2 separate regions of the Pan troglodytes genome follow, and region 1 is linked to region 2. A link is a contact called in public Hi-C data. All regions are on one chromosome and are shown on one strand. Each heading gives the region's core, a stretch centred on a gene start, on an enhancer-like site or on the middle of the called end of the contact. The rest is flanking DNA. Distances are from core to core; before and after follow the strand shown.

Evidence for each region. A called contact is a pair of places that touch in the nucleus more often than the background predicts.
Region 1: a Hi-C map of induced pluripotent stem cells shows a contact between it and region 2, with 1.6 times the contacts expected there. The contact joins the promoter of NR2F1 here to the enhancer-like site in region 2. A contact is called at or near these places in 2 of 7 Hi-C or Micro-C datasets (induced pluripotent stem cells and stem cell-derived neural progenitor cells) and 1 of 1 datasets of contacts at active chromatin or transcription factors (stem cell-derived excitatory neurons).

Annotation. Positions count from the first base shown.
Region 1 is chr4:22,550,360-22,554,775 of NHGRI_mPanTro3-v2.0_pri, reverse strand. NR2F1 (nuclear receptor subfamily 2 group F member 1) reads left to right here and starts at 1,800. Exons shown (of 3, transcript XM_517657.9): 1 at 1,800-4,056. The coding sequence starts at 3,594.
Region 2 is chr4:21,286,650-21,291,051 of NHGRI_mPanTro3-v2.0_pri, reverse strand. All of the region lies in intron 16 of MCTP1 (multiple C2 and transmembrane domain containing 1), which reads right to left. Among named protein-coding and RNA genes, the nearest start is that of KIAA0825, 230 kb to the left of the region's middle. Within about 2 kb of position 2,676, at least 4 of the 24 cell types and tissues checked have an H3K27ac peak or open chromatin away from gene starts, as enhancers often do. A contact at or near this core is called in induced pluripotent stem cells, where this site is marked.

The sequences.
Region 1 (4,416 bases), core at 551-3,050, 1.3 Mb before region 2:
GTGCGAGTATGCGATTGGAGAATATGTAACTAATAGAAGTATCATTTTCCCCCAGTACGATCTTTCAAGGAAAAAAAAATCCATTGAAAGAATTTTCAAAGTGCTGTCTTCGTTTGGAGAAAAGGCACAGGCTGCCTGCGGGGAGGGGAGGAGGGACTCGGCTGTGTGCCGCCCGGGAGCGGCTCCCGTCCGCTAGGTGGCAGCCGGAGCCAGCGATTCCTGCAAGCCCCGCCGCGGGACCCGCTCCTCCCGCCTGCCCCTCCTCCCGCGACCAATCACCTTCAGGATTCAGGAATCGGGGTCTCGGTCTCTCTCTCTCTCTCTCTCTCTCTCTCTCTCTCTCTCTCTCTCTCTCTCTCTCCTCTCTCTCCTCTCTCTCTCTCTCTCTCTCTCCTCCTCCTCTCTCTCTCTCTCTGGGTCTCTCTCTCTCTCTCTGGGTCTCTCTCTCTCTCTCTCTCTCCTCCTCCTCTCTCTCTCTCTCTGGGTCTCTCTCTCTCTCTCTGGGTCTCTCTCTCTCTCTCTCTCTCTGGGTCTCTCTCTCTCTCCTCTCTTCTGTCTCTCTCTCAATATCTCGCGCTCTCTCTCTCCCCTCTCTCTTCTCTCTCTCAATATCTCGCGCGCTCTCTCTCCTCTCTCCTCTCTTTCCTTTCCTCTCCTCTCTCTCTCTCCCCCTCCCCCTTTTCTCTCTCCCTCTCCGCCTCCCCCTCTCTCCATCTTCTCGTTTGTTTGCTCTTTTCCCGGGACTGACTTGGCCACACTAATCTCCCCCCACCCTGCAACAATATGGGGACTTACTACTGTTTTATTAATAATTATTGAAGCATTGTTGGAGTTTGGAACAGCCAGGTGATTAAAAAAAAAAAAAGAAGGAAAAATTGGATTGATTGGAAAGTTTATTTTTAAAATCATCTTTGGGATAAATAGGAACCCCTGATTCCGATCGAATTTGTGGCAATAGCTGCAAATTCCAGGAGTGTGCTTTGTCATCATTAAACCTTTTAAACCAAGGTATACTTTGGATCAAAAAATAGGGAGATCCTACCCTGTTTCTACTTGTTTCTAAAAAGGATATAAAATGAGCAGAATCCAGACTTGGATTGTGCTTATATGTGAGAGAAGAAAACAATCCAAATCCAGTATATTTCACAAATCATTAAAATGGTGGGGGTTTCATTCCCATTAAAAATTTTTCCAAACATTTTCAATGACACTCTCTTCACGCTCATAAAATCTAATTTTAAAAACTTTTCAGAAGAAATCAAAATAATTTCCCTCTAATTCTCCTTTTGCCCATCGCTAGGCGTTCTCCCCCTCGTCATCCCTTCCCCCTCTGGGGTGTGAGCGTAAGTGTGTGTGTGTGTGTGTATGTGTATGTGTGTGACCATAGACGACCCATACTAATCAGGTCTCAGAGTAAATAGCAGCGCAGGGCGATCTCAATGTAAATTGCGCTTGTCAGAAACACACCCCCCTCCCTCACTTTCTCTCCTCCTCCCCACACCATCCCAGTCTGTAGGTAGCTAAGGGGGGGGGGGAGAAAGAAAGCAAAAGAGGAGGGGGGAGGGGCTCTCCAACCAATGGCGTGCAGGAGGCTTGGCTAACCTTAGCCTCCCATTTTCTCTCCCCCCGATTCAGGGCTCTGACCAGTCAGTCGCCTTTGATTATCAGTTGCCAGCAGCCCTTCTCTTGGCTCCTTGACACGAGCTCCATATAAGGCAGCGATCTCCATAGAAACGTGTCAGTTTCAATAGTAGTGTCAAAGTTCACTATATACAGACATTCGCGCAGATCCCCCTTTCGGAAACATTGCTCTGCGAGTCCTCCCGTTTAAACGCATTCAATTTTTGGGTCTCTCTCTCTCTCTCTTCTTCTCTTCTCTTCTCTCTCTCTCTCTCCTCTCTCTCTCTCCTTTCTCCCCCCTCTCTCCCTCCTCTCCTCTCTCTCTCCTCTCTTCTCTGAACCTCTCTTCTCTTTCTCTTTTCTTACATATTCTACTAGTTGTTTTCCCCTTCTTCTTCTCCTTTCTCTCCTTTTTCTCCCTCCTCCTTGTCTCTTTTACTCCATTCCTGAAGAAGAGAGAGGGCTAAACTTAAAGAAAAAAAAAGGAGGAGGAGGAGGAGGAGGCACCCCCTTCGTATTCTTCTTATCGTTATTTTATACATATATGATTTTTTTTGGAGGGAGGGTGTTGGTTGCCGGCTGAAGAGCACTTATTTAAAATACTAAAAAAAGAACATTTTTGGGCGATCTCCAGGGTTTTTTTAACTAGCTCTGTGTGTTATAGCAGAAGAAGCAGAAGAAGGAGCAAGAAAGAGGAAAAGAAGAGGATTATTTATTCGACCTACTTTGGATGTCTCTCTCGCTTTTCCTTTTTCCTTTTTTTTGGCAATTATTTTCTTCTGATTTTTATTTTTTCTATTTCGCTGTGATTTCGTCGCCGGCGTGAATTATCCCGTATTTTTCTCCCCCTTCCGTCACCTCCCGAAAGAAGAAGGCAGCGAGAGCCCGGCGCCACCGGCACAACAAAAAGAGCAAAGTGTGTGATCTTCCTCGCCGGCTGCCTCCCGCTCTCCAGCGCTGCCTTCCTGAATGGCTGGCTGCGTCCGGCCCTGGACCTGGCCCCCCGACACCCGCGCGCCCTGATCGCCGCCGGCAGCCTCGCCCAGCGCCCTGCTCGGCTCACCGCGCTCCCCGCACTCCCGAGCCCGGCGAGGGCTCCCGCCGGGACAGCGGCGGCGCCGCGGGCGGCCCCGGCCTCCGCTCGCGCTCCGGCTGCGGCCCCGACTCCTGCTCGGACTCCGGCCCGGGCCGCGGCTCCTCCAGCGGCGCTCGCCGCAGCAGCTCCGGCGGCAGCTCCAGCGGCGCCTGCAGCCGCGACCTCCTCCTCCGCCGCCGCCGCCGCCGCCTCCGCCCTCGCCGGCTTCCTCTATGTCGGCTCAGCCCGCGCGCTGCGCGTAGCCCGAGCGGCCGGCGGGCGGGCGCCCGGCGCGGGTGAGCGACTGTGTGTGCGAGTGTGTGTGTGCGCGGGGGTGCGGGCGAGGCGGAGGGCGAGTGTGTGCGCGCGCCGTGGCCCATGCCCGCCGCCCCCGGCGCTGCGCCCCGCGCCGCTCCCGGCTGCCGCCTGTGCCATTTCTGATTTTGCAACTTGGGGAAGAAGAAAAAAGCGAGAGAAGGGAGCTTGCTCGCCGGGGGGTGGGGAGGGGGGAAGGAGAGCGCGGCCCCCCCAGGAACGGAGCGCGGGGGGAGCGGGCGAGGGGAGCAGGGGTGTTGGGGGGGGGAGCCTGAGAGCCTGGGGGGGCTGCAAAAAGAGAGAAAGAAAACAGCAGGAACCACAACAAAACGCCAGCAGGGCGGGCGGGCGCGCAGCAGCAGCGGGGCGGCCGAGGCAGTAGCGGCGGCAGCGGCGGCGGCGGCGGAGGCAGCGGCCGGTGTCCGGCTCGGGCTCGGCTCCTGCGACCCCGGGGCGCCCGGCGGGCCCCCCGCCCCCTCCCCCTCCCCCCTTCCCCTTCCCCTTCCCCTCCCAGCGCGCCCGCGCGCCCCGCGGCCCTCGGCGAGCAGCTCGGCTCCCCCCAGCGCTCCCCGGGCCCAAAGATATGGCAATGGTAGTTAGCAGCTGGCGAGATCCGCAGGACGACGTGGCCGGGGGCAACCCCGGCGGCCCCAACCCCGCAGCGCAGGCGGCCCGCGGCGGCGGCGGCGGCGCCGGCGAGCAGCAGCAGCAGGCGGGCTCGGGCGCGCCGCACACGCCGCAGACCCCGGGCCAGCCCGGAGCGCCCGCCACCCCCGGCACGGCGGGGGACAAGGGCCAGGGCCCGCCCGGTTCGGGCCAGAGCCAGCAGCACATCGAGTGCGTGGTGTGCGGGGACAAGTCGAGCGGCAAGCACTACGGCCAATTCACCTGCGAGGGCTGCAAAAGTTTCTTCAAGAGGAGCGTCCGCAGGAACTTAACTTACACATGCCGTGCCAACAGGAACTGTCCCATCGACCAGCACCACCGCAACCAGTGCCAATACTGCCGCCTCAAGAAGTGCCTCAAAGTGGGCATGAGGCGGGAAGGTGAATATTTCTTCTCTGCTTCTCTCCCCGCGCTTCGCCCGCCTCCCTGGCTCTTTCTTTCTTTCTCGCCCGGGTGGTTGCTGTGTGGGGCTGGGGCTCCTGTGGTCCCGGCCCGTCCCAGCTTTCCTTCTCCCGGCTGCCTTCCTCCCCCGGCGTCTCCCCCCGCCCTCCCCAGCTCGCTGCCGCTGCCTCCCCCTCCCGGCCTGCGCTCATCTCCCCGGCTCCCCCACCCCGCCCGCTGCCTGCTCAGGATTGTGTCCCTGAGATCGTGAGCTGTGGCTTAAAATCCCCTTCTTCCCTCTGTCTTGGATGTGCTCGGTGTGTGTCTCTTTCCCGCGTGTGCGTGAGGCTGCTTAAGGC
Region 2 (4,402 bases), core at 1,427-3,926:
GTGTAAATTTGAGAGAGAGGGAAATATCCCCACCAAATCAAGTTCATCACCCCTCAGCGTCAATTCCTGTTGTGAGGATGCCCCAGATGTTTCTGTAACAGAGGAAACTCTGTTACTTCTTACGATTATCTAAAACTATGAGCACCAGTGTAATGGCAAAAGATCACAAACCCACCTGCTCAAGCACCTGTTTTCCACTCTTCTGTTTTCATCTGCAACTTCAGCGTCATTTAGCTCAGATAAGACTGATCTCTTGAGACTGCAGGTCCTTCACCTGCTTGGTATCCTCCTAAGCCTTGGTTTGGGGAGGGGGTGGTGAGCAGGTGGAGAGGAGGGCTGACAGATGATCTACATTTGTAGCTAATAGAAAGAACATTTTCAGAGTTGAAAAGAGCAAACTAAAAAAATAATGATCTAAAACTACTCCTGAATCTGATTATAACCAACATGTAAATCAGCTACACTTAATAAAGGAATATGTCATTGAGTTTTATCACCAGAATGTCTTGTAAAAATAAATATCTAAAATCAAATGTGTAACATTAAGAAATAAAGAAGCGTCTTTCCCCATTAAAGTTAGCTTTCTTGTCACAGTGTCTGCCAGACTCTTCAAAACCTCCAAGTCACTCAAGTTACTTATTGCTGAGCTTTCCCCTTACCCTACAGCCTTGGGGGTCACCCTCCGAGAAAATGCCTTCTCTATCTAACCACTTAAGATGTGAATATTTGTTGTGAGCCAGCTGCAGCTTTAATAACTACTGATCCATGGAATCAAAGCCTACTTACTCCTCACAAACAATAAGCTCTTCTTGTTCCTGAAATTGCACTCTGTAACTTTCACAGGTATTATAAGAAGTAGGCATGACGGGTTCCAAATGCAATAACAGACATAAGTTTCTTATGATGATTGAATTAATTTCAAATTTCAGAAAAGTAATTAGTTGAAGTTTTATTGACAAAGGTGGTTGCTGATGACATACAATTTCTTGAACTGTGGGATAATTTCTGCAAAATAAGATGCACTGTATTGCTAATTTATTGGCAATAAATAAAACACTTTATTTTATAATTAAATAATTTATCTTAATATTTATTTATTGCCAATAAATAATTTGTCAATAAATTAGTAATACAGTGCACCTTATTTTGTAGAAATTATCCCACTGTTCAAGAAATTGTATGTCAACACCTGAAACTTAAAATACTAACAATTTGAAATATGTTGACATAGTTTTGATAAAAGGTTAGTTCCTTTTCCTCTTATTAGTATAATTTAATATAAAATATGATCTTCCATATTAAGAAATACAATCATTCAGAAACAATTTGTTCAAAGGATTCCTGAAATAAACAAGGCTAAATTTTCTAAAAATCCAATGGGTTCTTTGGTAGCAAACGAATATATGCAGGAATGGGAGTTTATAATTTTTTTGAACTCCACAAAAATATAATGGAATTGGACACTCATCGGTGTGAATTAAAATATATTGATAGGATTTTAGTGTAATTAAAATCTATTTCCTTCTTTAGTAACATATGATTATAATAAAATATAAACTTTTTCATAGGTACTTTATTAATTGGTATTTCAATAGTAATAACACGTTAATAGAACAAAACAGATACTTTATTCTGGAAGTGATTATTATTTGGGTGCTAATTAGACCTTTTCTAGTAGGACTAATGAATAAATATGTGCCGTTTATTTCTTCTGCCTAAAATGTTTGTTTACCATTGTTTACCATCTAACTCCTATTCATCCTCTAGGGCCCAGCTCAAGTGTCTCCTCTCCTCTGTAGCCTGCCTCCATCTCTGTCTCACAGGGGGCAGGTAGTAAGCAATTTAGCGTCCCAATCTAGAGCAGTGCCTGGCAGCTGAGTAGGTACACGGTCGATGGGGTTAAAGGAAAGAATGAAGGAACAAAAGTGGATCAAAATTGGACAGATAGTCATGTTAACAAAAAGAGGACCAGCTTTCTGAAATACATCAAAAGTTATAATCCTAAAAACATGTACTATTTTCAACCCATGAATTAGAAATAAAGGTACTTTTTGGTATGGAACACAGGCTCTGCAATTGTTTAATACAATGCTGTCAATAATTCCAAAAAACTGCTGCAAAAAAAAGAAGGAAATCCTTTGCCATTTAAAAAATACATAAGCAATGGCACTTTGCAGTAATTATTTGAATATAACTAGTCACAAAAACAATGCTGGTCCTTTTGGCTTTTAATTATTCTTCACAGAAGTAAGATTAAATAGGTCTAAGCTGGTAAAGGATCTGAGATGGTAACAGCATGACCTCATTGCATGTGAGAGGGTAACTGACTTCAGAAGCACGGCTTTTGTAATCTTTGCTACATAAGTACTAAAATGTTATTCTCTATTTTAGAAGATTTGTGGATTAAAAAATAAATCCGAATGGCTGTATGAGAAACAAAGCATTACATTTCAGAAAGAGGCCTCATGATTTTCAAGATTCCAGGGTATGCATCCAACCGTTCTGCGGTCTCCCACCTATATAGGGTCACAATGCAAAGTAAAGTCACCTCTGAGCAAAATCGTGAACTTTAAGGCCCAAAAACTGCATAAGTAATCAGTAGGCTACAAAGATCACAGACCATCATCAAAGTCTGGAATTTATGCAAATAACACTGCTTACATTTAACAGATCTGTAATGGTGTAAGCTTTTCCACTGCAAGCGAGTAAATGGAGAGCTTCTGTGGTGCAAGATTGCTACCTACAGGCTAAACTGCAGAATGACATACAAGACAATTAGCATGGAGGGGGAAAATAGGTAAACAATTTTATATAATGGCCTGTAAGTTATTTACTGACAAGTAGCTAAGCCTGGGAACATGTAAAGACTGCACACTGCACACTGGGACATGGATTGACAGCTTTTGTTTTAAAACTACAATCTAGTTTCAGAGTTTTGCATTGTTTCCCTCTTTATCTTTAGAAGGTTTCTTTTCTTTCTGAATAATGTACATTGCTTTTCTGAAGGGGAAACGTTTCTCTCTCAATAATGTATTATAATACCTCTAAATCTCTGCAGATTCTCCATATAAATTCTACATAGAACTAATACTGATAATTTTAATTGTTTTTGGTAGAGTGATCAATCACCAAATTTGGAATTAGTTTCCGTGGTTTGAACAAACCTTGTGAGGCAGCAGTTGTGGGGGAAGGGTACAGTGTATACTACATAATCCCTGACTCCACATAGCTTTCAAAATTTATTTGTTCAGAACTATCTACATTCAATATTTAGAGTAATTTAGAGGTAATATATTTTTAAACTATTTCTTCTTTAAGAAAATATTGAATACTTCAGTTCAGAAGCACAGATACTAGTCCATCTTACAATAAAGGAATCTGATTTTCACTGGCAAAAATACATCGAATTAACACTGAATTCTCACTAATCTATAAAACAGCCCACATTTTATGAAATATGCTGAGTCAGTTTAAAAATGCAGATCTTTAAAACTATAAGGCAAGTTATTAGAAATGCATTTTCCTTTCAATTACAAAGAAATTCCAACTCTAAAGAGAGTAGGTTTCAAAACTGAATAATATATTATGGTTAAAACACATCAACAATCTGTCACTCCATATGCACAAATAAACATATCCCACTATCACTGCACATGCCACAAATGAGGCCAACACAACATCTGAAAAGGTAGAGCAAATTCTTCTTCACAGTGTTAGAGATGCTAAATCACACTGGCAACATTTTTAAAGGCATGCATAAAGGAAAGTTACCCATCTTTAATATTGCTATTTATACAGTTTAAACATTCTGTTTGCCTATCTGATAAAGATGTTCCACACATCCTTAATTTTAAACACAATTTAGCACATGCTCAGGTGGCATAAGGAAAGAATACTATTCTTCTACTTGATTTTCGTTTTGAATAATAAACCTTTTAATTATATTTTTGATATATTTAGAAGAATCTTAGATGAAATTCAGTTAAAGAGGTCACACATAACAAAATCGTCAAAGAAAAGGCATTTATTAGAAACAAATATGCGAGTTTATTCTGATTTACAGACAACTGTACATTGTTCAGCATTTCCCTCAACTGAAGTATGAATTTGAAGCAATTAGGTGATGTAATAAATGTGTGTAATAGAATCCATATGTTTAGAAGTAGGAGTGAAGGTATTAACCTACAGGTGTTTTCTTTCCCTACTACTGCAGTCTCATGAAGAGTAAATGTTTTATATATGGTGTTTAATTGTACATATCATAATATAATTAGGCAATGATTAATGATCTTAATTTTATTTTAATTAAGGAGGTGATCTTTTTCATAGAAATGGTTCTCTATAATTAAATTGTTCAGCCGAAATTTTAAGAAAGATTGAAAAAAGTACAATATAATTTGTA